Linked DNA regions of Mus musculus: region 1 is linked to region 2. Evidence: chromatin contacts called from public HiCAR-type data. All regions are on one chromosome and are shown on one strand. The core of a region is the stretch at or near the end of the contact, and the rest is flanking DNA. Distances in the headings are between cores, read along the strand shown.

What was found. HiCAR-type assays count read pairs that join an accessible place to other places.
Region 1: a HiCAR-type map of kidney shows a contact between it and region 2, with 2.4 times the contacts expected there. The contact joins two enhancer-like sites. A contact is called at or near these places in 1 of 39 promoter capture datasets (macrophages), 3 of 15 datasets of contacts at CTCF or cohesin (CD8 T cells, the G1E-ER4 cell line and large pre-B cells), 14 of 484 Hi-C or Micro-C datasets (the 63-12 cell line, B cells, the Ba/F3 cell line and 10 more), 10 of 115 datasets of contacts at active chromatin or transcription factors (CD8 T cells, the HPC-7 cell line, bone marrow-derived macrophages and 6 more) and 5 of 9 other capture datasets (adipose tissue, bone marrow-derived macrophages, liver and 2 more).

What each region holds. Positions count from the first base shown.
Region 1 is chr2:31,097,331-31,101,453 of GRCm38.p6, forward strand. The region is part of intron 2 of Fnbp1 (formin binding protein 1); the gene reads right to left. Among named protein-coding and RNA genes, the nearest start is that of Fnbp1, 43 kb to the right of the region's middle. Within about 2 kb of position 1,926, at least 1 of the 459 cell types and tissues checked has an H3K27ac peak or open chromatin away from gene starts, as enhancers often do. A contact at or near this core is called in kidney, where this site is marked.
Region 2 is chr2:31,024,010-31,028,396 of GRCm38.p6, forward strand. It overlaps Fnbp1 (formin binding protein 1), which reads right to left. Exons shown (of 17, transcript NM_001177648.1): 17 at 2,197-4,387. Among named protein-coding and RNA genes, the nearest start is that of Gm39786, 30 kb to the left of the region's middle. Within about 2 kb of position 1,747, at least 62 of the 459 cell types and tissues checked have an H3K27ac peak or open chromatin away from gene starts, as enhancers often do. A contact at or near this core is called in kidney, where this site is marked.

The sequences.
Region 1 (4,123 bases), core at 676-3,175, 74 kb after region 2:
CAAAAAAGGAGAAGCACTTCATACTGAAAGAGCAACGAAGGTTAGTCACTCCAAAGCCAGGTGGGAGGGGTGGGCAGGGAACAAAGTGGGGTGGGCCGGGCTGAGTTCAGCAAAAGATTCCAAAGAAGAGCCCTGTGGCTGCTTTCCAGATATTTTTAGTGTGCAGTTTTAAATACTAACCACTTCTTTTGTTAATCATAACTTACAAATTGAAAACTCCACTTCTAAGTTCAGTCCTCACATAAAAATTCTCAAACTGGTTTAAAAAGAAACAAACATACATTTGCCAGGTGGTAGTGGTGGTGGCACAAGCCTTTAGGTGGATCTCTTTGAGTTTGAGGCTAGCCTGGTCTACAGATTGAGTTCTAGGACAGATAGGGCTACATAGAGAAACTCTGTCCCCCAAAAAACCCCAACAACAACAAAAAACAATAACAAAAAAACTCACCTCAAAACAAAAATTAAATCTACATTTTCATTTTTAAAAAATTATTTATTTATTTATTTATTTATATGAGTGCACTGTAGCTGTCTTCAGACACACACCAGAAGAGGGCATCGGATCCCATTACAGATGGTTGTGAGCCACCATGTGGTTGCTGGGATTTGAACTCAGGACCTCTGGAAGAGCAGTCAGTACTCTTAACTGCTGAGCCATCTCTCCAGCCCCCCACATTTGCTTTTTAGCCTCTAGTCCTGGACATGAGGTAATTTAAATGTTAAATGGACCAGAAGGAAGTGGAGCCTGACTAGATGTGGCAAATGTTACTTTATAAGAGCTGGCAAGAGGGATCTGTGGATAAAGGTTAGTCCCTAGGGCCTAGCCCAATAACATGAGTCTGATCCCTAGAACCTTCACTGTCATAAGAGAGAACTGACTTCCACTGGATGACCTCTGACCTCCACATGCACACTGTAGCTGCCCACAAAAAAAAAACCTAATTAATTAATTAAAAATGAAATAAAATTTAAAGGCTTATTCAGTGTGGTCTAGACTGGCCTAGAATTTGTGGTGATCCTCCTGCCTCAACCTCCTGAGTGCCTGAGGTACTCTTTTCTTAGAATTCAGTAGCTAGTCAGCTGGCCTCAAATCCAGAGATCTCACTGCTGGAACTAAAGATGTGCGCCACTGGGGCTGGCGAGATGGCTCAGTGGGTAAGAGCACCCGACTGCTCTTCCAAAGGTCCGAAGTTCAAATCCCAGCAACCACATGGTGGCTAACAACCACCTGTAATGAGACCTGATGCCCTCTTCTGGAGTGTCTGAAGACAGCTACAGTGTACTTACATATAATAAATAAATAAATCTTTAAAAAAAAAAAAAAAAAAAAAAAAAAAGATGTGCGCTACCATGCCCCAGTGAAGTGTGTGGTGTGGTCATACCCAAGCCTCGACAAACACACGCAGAGACTAGAGGCCAGCAAGTGCCCTCTTCTCCCGCTCTCTGCCTTGTTTCCTGGAGACAGAATTCAGGGCCCGGCTGGCAGCCAGCAAGCCCCGGTGACCTTCGAGTCTCCAGTCCTTGCAGCTCTGGAATTATCGATGTAAACGGTCACGATCAGCTATTTCTGTGGGTGCTAGGGATTTGAACTCATATCCTCATGCTTGGCCAACAGGCACGCTTATCTACTGAGGCATCCCCAAAGCCCCTAGTCCAAGGTTCTTTCTCTATAAACCCTTCCAAACCTCTTGCCTTGGGATAGGCTTTCCAGCCTTGTATTAAGTTTTGGTTTTTTTTTTGTTTTTTTGTTTTAAAAAACACGCCCTCAGAACACTGCCTTTACGTTTTCTGGATCTGCTGAGGAACCCAGTGTGTTCCTATACTCATCCAGCTCTTTGGGTAGACGAACAAGTGGAGAGGAAAACATGAGTTCCCGAGGCTGCTGGCTCTGATCTGGCCGACCCTGTGATCCACAGGGACTTTTACAGCAGATACTTGGGCCCTTTTCCAGGTGCCCTGAACCAGAACGTCTAGGGTGGAGCCTAGGAATGTTTGGATCTGTTCTTTTATTTTTCTGAACAGTTACCACGAGACATCTGAATCAGGGTGGCAGAAGGTGGAGGGTGCTCGCCCAGCAAATGGAAGGCACCAGAGAGAAGGGGACCAGGAATCTGCCCAGAGCACAGTCCTGAAATCCCAGCTACTAATGAGGCTGAGGCTGGTAGATCCTGAGTTCAAAGCCCGTCTGGACTATGGAATCAGCCCAAAGCCAGCTGGGGCTTTTATGCTTAAAAATAAATAAATAAATAAAAATAAAAAAATCATATATATGAATACACAGAGAGAGAGAGAGAGAGAGACAGAGACAGAGAGAGACAGAGAGGGGGAGGTGGGAAAGTTTGCATTATCAGACAATAAACAAATGAAGCAAGATGCTCACCTCAGTCTATACACCTTGGAAAGATGTTCCTGAGAACAGCAGAGATGGAGGATGTTGGAGGCAACTTAGAATGGACACAAGAGGAAATAAGGCCACTGCCCTGAGCCAGTTCAGACAGAAGCAAACTGAACAGAGAGGACACACTCAAGAAAAAAGCAACCGGCTCTGGGGCCGACCTGTTGGTTTTGCTCCCTCTGGAGGCTGGACACAGCTGCCTCTGAGAATCCGCTGGGGAAGAGGTCCAACTTAGGGATTCAGAGCAATTGTCTGTCCCGAAACTCCTAGCGCTTTGGGCCGTGGCAGGGTCATTCAGGAGAAGAGGCATGCTCCCATGGGATCCCTACGTTTGTGAGGGTTTCCCCATGTTTGAAGCTTGAGACCACAGGCAAGCCCACGCTTTGCCCAGGTCCTCGGAGTCCACAGATGGGAAGGGACAACATGTGGTGAATGTGCTAGCGTCACTGCGCAATGAGAATGCTGGGGTCAGCCAGAAGACTTCCAACGTTCTCCCCTTTGGGCCTTGCGGCCAGCAATCCGCAGTTTCCAGCGAGGTTTAGCTGAGGAGGGAGGATACACCCTGTATGGGTCGGCACCATCCCACGGGCTGGGGTCTCAGACCGCATGAGGAGGAGGAAGTGTGTAGAAGTCACCTCTTTGCTTCCTGACCACCCTCACTGTGGAAGCAGCTACCTCAAGCTCCAGCCACTGTGATGGACTGTGTCCCCCTAAAACTGCAAGCCAGAGCAAACCCTTCTTTGTTTACTACGCTGGTATTTGGTCAGCGGGGTGAGAAAAGTAACTCACCAACTTTAAAAGGCAAAAAATTCCCACCATTTACATTTTACAGTTGTTCCCAGGGTACAACGTGCCCCAAATCGTATAGCTGTGAAGTGAAGCGGGCACAGGGTCGCCCCCTGCACTGGCAGTTAGTTCATCAGACTGCCCCAGGTCAAACACACCCAATGTGAAGAGATTTGTCAAGCACTGTCAGAAGCCCGGGGGGGGGGGGTGGGGTGGGGGGGGGTGGGGGGGGTGGGGGGGGGTGGGGGGGGGTGAGGACGATGATGACAAGGACAAGGGAGAGGGACAAGGACACGGAGAGAAGAAGGGAAAACCCAGCCTGGAGAAAAATGAAAACACACAAGAAAAATAAACAACTCACACTCCCAAGAGTATTTCACATTAGAGACGAACTAAAACACAAACCAGAATGGCAGAAAAGCCCGAGACAGACAGACAAGACCTGCAATGTCAGACTCAGAAAACGAACTCTGGGCAAAAAACCCCACAGCGGTGGCCATAGAATAAACACACTCGGCTTTATCTAGTTTAACAAGAAAGGAGCAAGATAACCACAGCGCCAAGACAGGGACATCAAAGAGCATGCTCAGCATCCAGGCGGCGCGTGGACGCATGTACCATCACACTGCACGGAGTTATTCAGAAAAGGCAAAGCTGTCCACCAGGAAAATGTTCTGACTGGCCCCAGCCTTCCCACGGAGGCCATGTAGGGATCCTGTGTAAAGGAAAAAGGCCTGGCCAGGGAAGAGCCCAGGCACTCGAGACTCTTAGGCATCCTCCCTGGGAAGAACTTTGGAAATCTAATCAGAAGGAAATGGGGAGTGGCCAAGGAACTAAAGTGGTTGCTTCATAGAAAGCCAGCAGAGGTGGGACAGCACGCAGGCGCAACTGGCAATGATCTGGGCAAGAGACAACGGTGTCCTGGACCCAGAGGTAGCACAC
Region 2 (4,387 bases), core at 497-2,996:
GTACCAACCTGGACCCTGAAAATAGAGCAGCTAACCTTGAGGTCCTCACATGGAGAGGTGTGTGTGTGTGTGTGTGTGTGTGTGTGTGTGTGTGTGTGTGTGTGAGGCCGCACAGACTGGTGCTGTCCCTTTCTGGGGCACTGTCCAGCAGGACACTGCAGGACTGGAAATATCCTTCCTGCCTGCCTGGTTCTAAGGACAAAGGCAGTTTGTCCCTAGTTGATGTCACTAAAAACCAACTGGACAGGGACGAGTATGTTCCAGATGGAGTCTAATGGGTACCTTATATGACACCGAGGGGCTACTGGGCGCTGGTTGGTTGTCTTCCCATATTTGGACACCAGAGGGAAGGACTGCAGGGACTAGGGAAATGAGGATTCTTTTTGAGTGATGGGCAGAGTCAGGAGACATCTATCCCTCCAAGCTTAGTCTACCTTTTAATTTTTTTGCAGAAACAGGGTTCTGCTATGTAGCCCAGGCTGGCCTGGAACTCCTGAAAACCCAGGTTACAGCTGCCACATTCACTGCCCAGCCACCACCTACTTTCTCAGAACACAGTGCTCATGTTTGATAGCAGCAATTTGAGAGTCCTTTCTTTTGATTCTCTGATTTGGGAGCCACAAAGACTCTGCTGCCTCCATCCCCTGAGCCATTCTACTGCCCAGCAGCAGCAGTTAAGAGTGTGACTTGGGGTCTCACAAAGCTGATACTGGAGGGGAAGAGGGGAGATGAGGGATTTCCCAGCCCCTTAGGCTTCCTCCATAGTCACTTAGGGATGCTACTTCAGTTCTGCTTTCTTCCACTAGGGGTCGACATTCTCTCACCAAGGCGCCTGGGGCCTGGGTGTGGCCAGGGCAAGGGGGCGCTGAGGGTGCCTGGGCCAGTTGGTATTTCCAGAATATTTGGAGCTGGTATTTGGAGAAACCCAGCCCAAGAGCATGTGACTGTTCTGATCTTGTGAATTAAGAACGTCTCTGCAACCCCAGTACCAGGATAGCAATTACAGCCCACTCCCTGGTTTGGAGCCATGTCACCTGCTTTGTTAAGAGTGTCAGAGCCAAAGAGATACCTGGTTCAGATCTAAAGTCCTTTCTGAAGGAACAACCAAGTCTTCAAAGAACATTCTGGAAATGGCTTTCCAAAATTAATCTTTTGCTAGCAACAGTCACCTGGTACTCTCCAGCACATTGTCCCTATGATGAATGGTAATTTATTAGCCCAGACCAGCCTTGAACTGGCCCTGGCCCTCCTGTGTCTACCTCCTGAGTATTACAGTCTTTCAAAGCCAGCTGTGGGACCTTGCTCTCCAACAGGCAAGCCAGTGGGTATCAGGCATGTGCCACCCACCCGCTTTAAGACAGGGTCTGACTATGTAGTCCTAGCTGGCCTGAAACTCACCATGTAGTCACGCTGGCCTGGAATTCACAGAGATCCTCCTGTCTCTGCCTTCTGAGTGCTGAAATTGAGGGTGTGTGCCAACACTCCAGGCCTGCATGTGGTCCTTTAGACTCAAAGAGTGCTGACCTGGTTTACAGATCTAGCCTAGTCATCGGGAAGAGGGGCATAAGTGGACCGTGACCATGTCCTCCTTGCTTAAACTCCCCCCACACACATTGGCATCCCTGAGGGCAGAGGCCAACCAGCTGGAGGAGGAGGGGCAAAAAAGGAAATGCTCACTTGCCAAGGAGTCACCCCCATCAGAACTACTTCCCCCACATGCCTGCCATTCCTGGACACAATGTGTCACTGTGATAGGACGTGGAAGTGACATTTATAGATGAGGAGGTCCCTAGCCTTTCCCTGGGTACAGTGACTCCTCTTGAGTTTACATAGTGATAGAGAAGACCAGAGGCCAGCCATCAGCCTTGGGAGCTTCTGTGACTAGAATCCTTCCCTCCCTGAGTGTGTATGTGTGTGTGTGCAATTTTTTATGGGTGTGTTTCATCAACTTACACATATAGGAGACCAGATCACTATCATTGGGTATTGCTCTCTGTCACTTTCTTAAGTTGTTTGAGGCAGGTCACACTGTGTAACCTTGGGTGTCCTGGCTGTCCTTGAACTCACAGAACTCTACCTGCTTCTGCCACCCCCTAGTGTTGAGGGTTCAGGCAGGCGCCTGCTGTGCTCAGCTTTTTACCCACTAAGCCATCTCCCCAGGCCCAGCGTCATTTCTTCATACAACAGAGAACCAGGTACACTAGAAGTTATACTTTATTTAACATTGAAAGGACTAACATTTAATTACATGGGTAAGAGTGCTCTCTACTGAAAGCACTTTGTTTGGTTTTAATTCCACCTCCAGAGTCACAGGCAAGACCAAGACCTGACAGCTCTGAGGGCCTTCCCAACAGTGCCCTGCCCTCAAGGCTTAGAATTAGCACGCACACACACACACACACACACACACACACACGCACACACACACACACACACATACAGAGGCACACACACACATACACGAACTTGCACACGCATGATTTAAAAGGTGCTTGATGTCAGGTTAAAAGAGAAGTTGGGGCCAGTATTAGAGACATTTTGGATGTTATACAGACACAAAATCAAAAGGAATCACAAAACGGCAATTTCTGGGAAAAATACTGGCAGGAACGGAACTTTTTTTTTTTAACTTCATGTGGACATTCTACGTTCACTACAGATGCCACCAGAAGGCATTAATGGCCTCCCTGTGTGTTGTTTGGGCTGGGGCCCTGGATAAGCATGCTCAGCCTAGAGGGAGGGGCCATTGCAGCTTCACGTCCTGCATAGAAAAAAAAAAAGCGGTAAATGTCACGTTCCTTTTATTTCCATCTCTAAGTCATCTGCAGGGCAGGTTCTTTTACAGTGAGTCATTCTTGTCTCAGCACACTAGCAGCTAGGGGTGACAGGCAGTGGGTCCTGGGGACAGGGAGTGTAGAGCTTCTGGGGAAATCCTGCATTCCCTTCCCCCCAGAGCCAGTACAGTTCCACAGGATGTCCACGGCAGACCGACTTTCTCAGAGAACGGCCTGAAGACGCTCATCCACCATCCTTTCTGGATGTAAGGTAGTACAGGAAATTAAAAAAGAAGTGAGGGGACACAGGGACAGGCGCAGGCTTTAAAGGTCATCTGAAGAAGACTGGCAGCCTCTCCATTTTACCTTTGTGGCAAGTCTTTCCTTGTCCTTCATGCATTAATGAGATCTGTGAACAGACCCATAAAAAACACTCTGGAGGGGGCTGTGGTCAGCCCAACTTGCTGAAAGTCAGAGGTTCTGGAGTTAGATGCCTGGTAACCTGCTGGAGCGAAACTGCCTGGGCCACAGGTCAGACTAACTGTGTCAGCGCTGAGACCCTGACTCTTAGGTACCAGACTTCCATACTGTCCCCTAGGTCTTCCTCATGTGAGTCCTGAACAGCCTCACAGGGGTCCCAGAGGGCAGAGGGCAGTGTGCCGGGCTTGGCCTTACGGGGAGGAGGCGGGGCCAAGAAAGCCTGAAGCTAATCCTTGCTTGCTCTTGAAACCCAAAGCCAGGCCCACCTTGTCAGCTGCTCCCCCACCTTGGTACCCTCCCCTCTGCTCTGAGGTGGTACCTCACAAAATGTCTGTAATACTGGCCCCAATGCATGGATGTCAGCACTTCCACAAACCGTGGACAAAGCACAGGCCCAACCCTGAGGACCTGCCCTCTCTGTCCCTGTCTCTGGTTTTGTAAGACTTCCCTGTCTTTCATCCTCTGACTTGATGCTAAGCTACCAACTGCCCAGAGGGAGACGCCAACCTCCTCAAGCTCATACTTGTGGGGCACCCTTCACAGGGGCTTGTGGCCAAAGCCTTGAGTACTTCTGTACCAGGAAAGGAGAGAGTGGCTCAAAGGTGCGAAGGACCACCTCGGTACTCCCCCAAGCTCCACCACTCTAGGAGGGCAACAGCTTCAAAAGCGAGCTCCATCCATTCTCTGGGGCTTCTGGAGAACAGGATCCGATGAAGAAGCAGTGGCCAGAGCCATTGGAGGGACTACAAGAGGCACAAGGTCTTTGGTGGGAACAGAGGAGAGTCCTCAAATGCTACTTATGGGACTCCGCAGGCCCGCCTTACAGTAACTAGTGTGGCTGTGAGGCCCTCCATCACAGGGTACCACAAACAGGTAGGCAGCGCTCATAGAAGGTAGACACAGACAAGACAGCGGGGCTGGCCCACAAGCTGGATTTGGGACTCCAATATGAATTAGGGCCATGTAGATGGTTTATAACAAGAGTGGGGGTGAATGGGGGCTGGGTGCCCCAGTCCTACTCTAGATCCCCTGGAATGGAGTGTGGAAGGTAACAGTGCTGGATGACAGGGAAGGCCTGAGGCAGCAGCCTCTGGACATGAAGGACACATCTGACGATGAGTCCCAAGAGACGC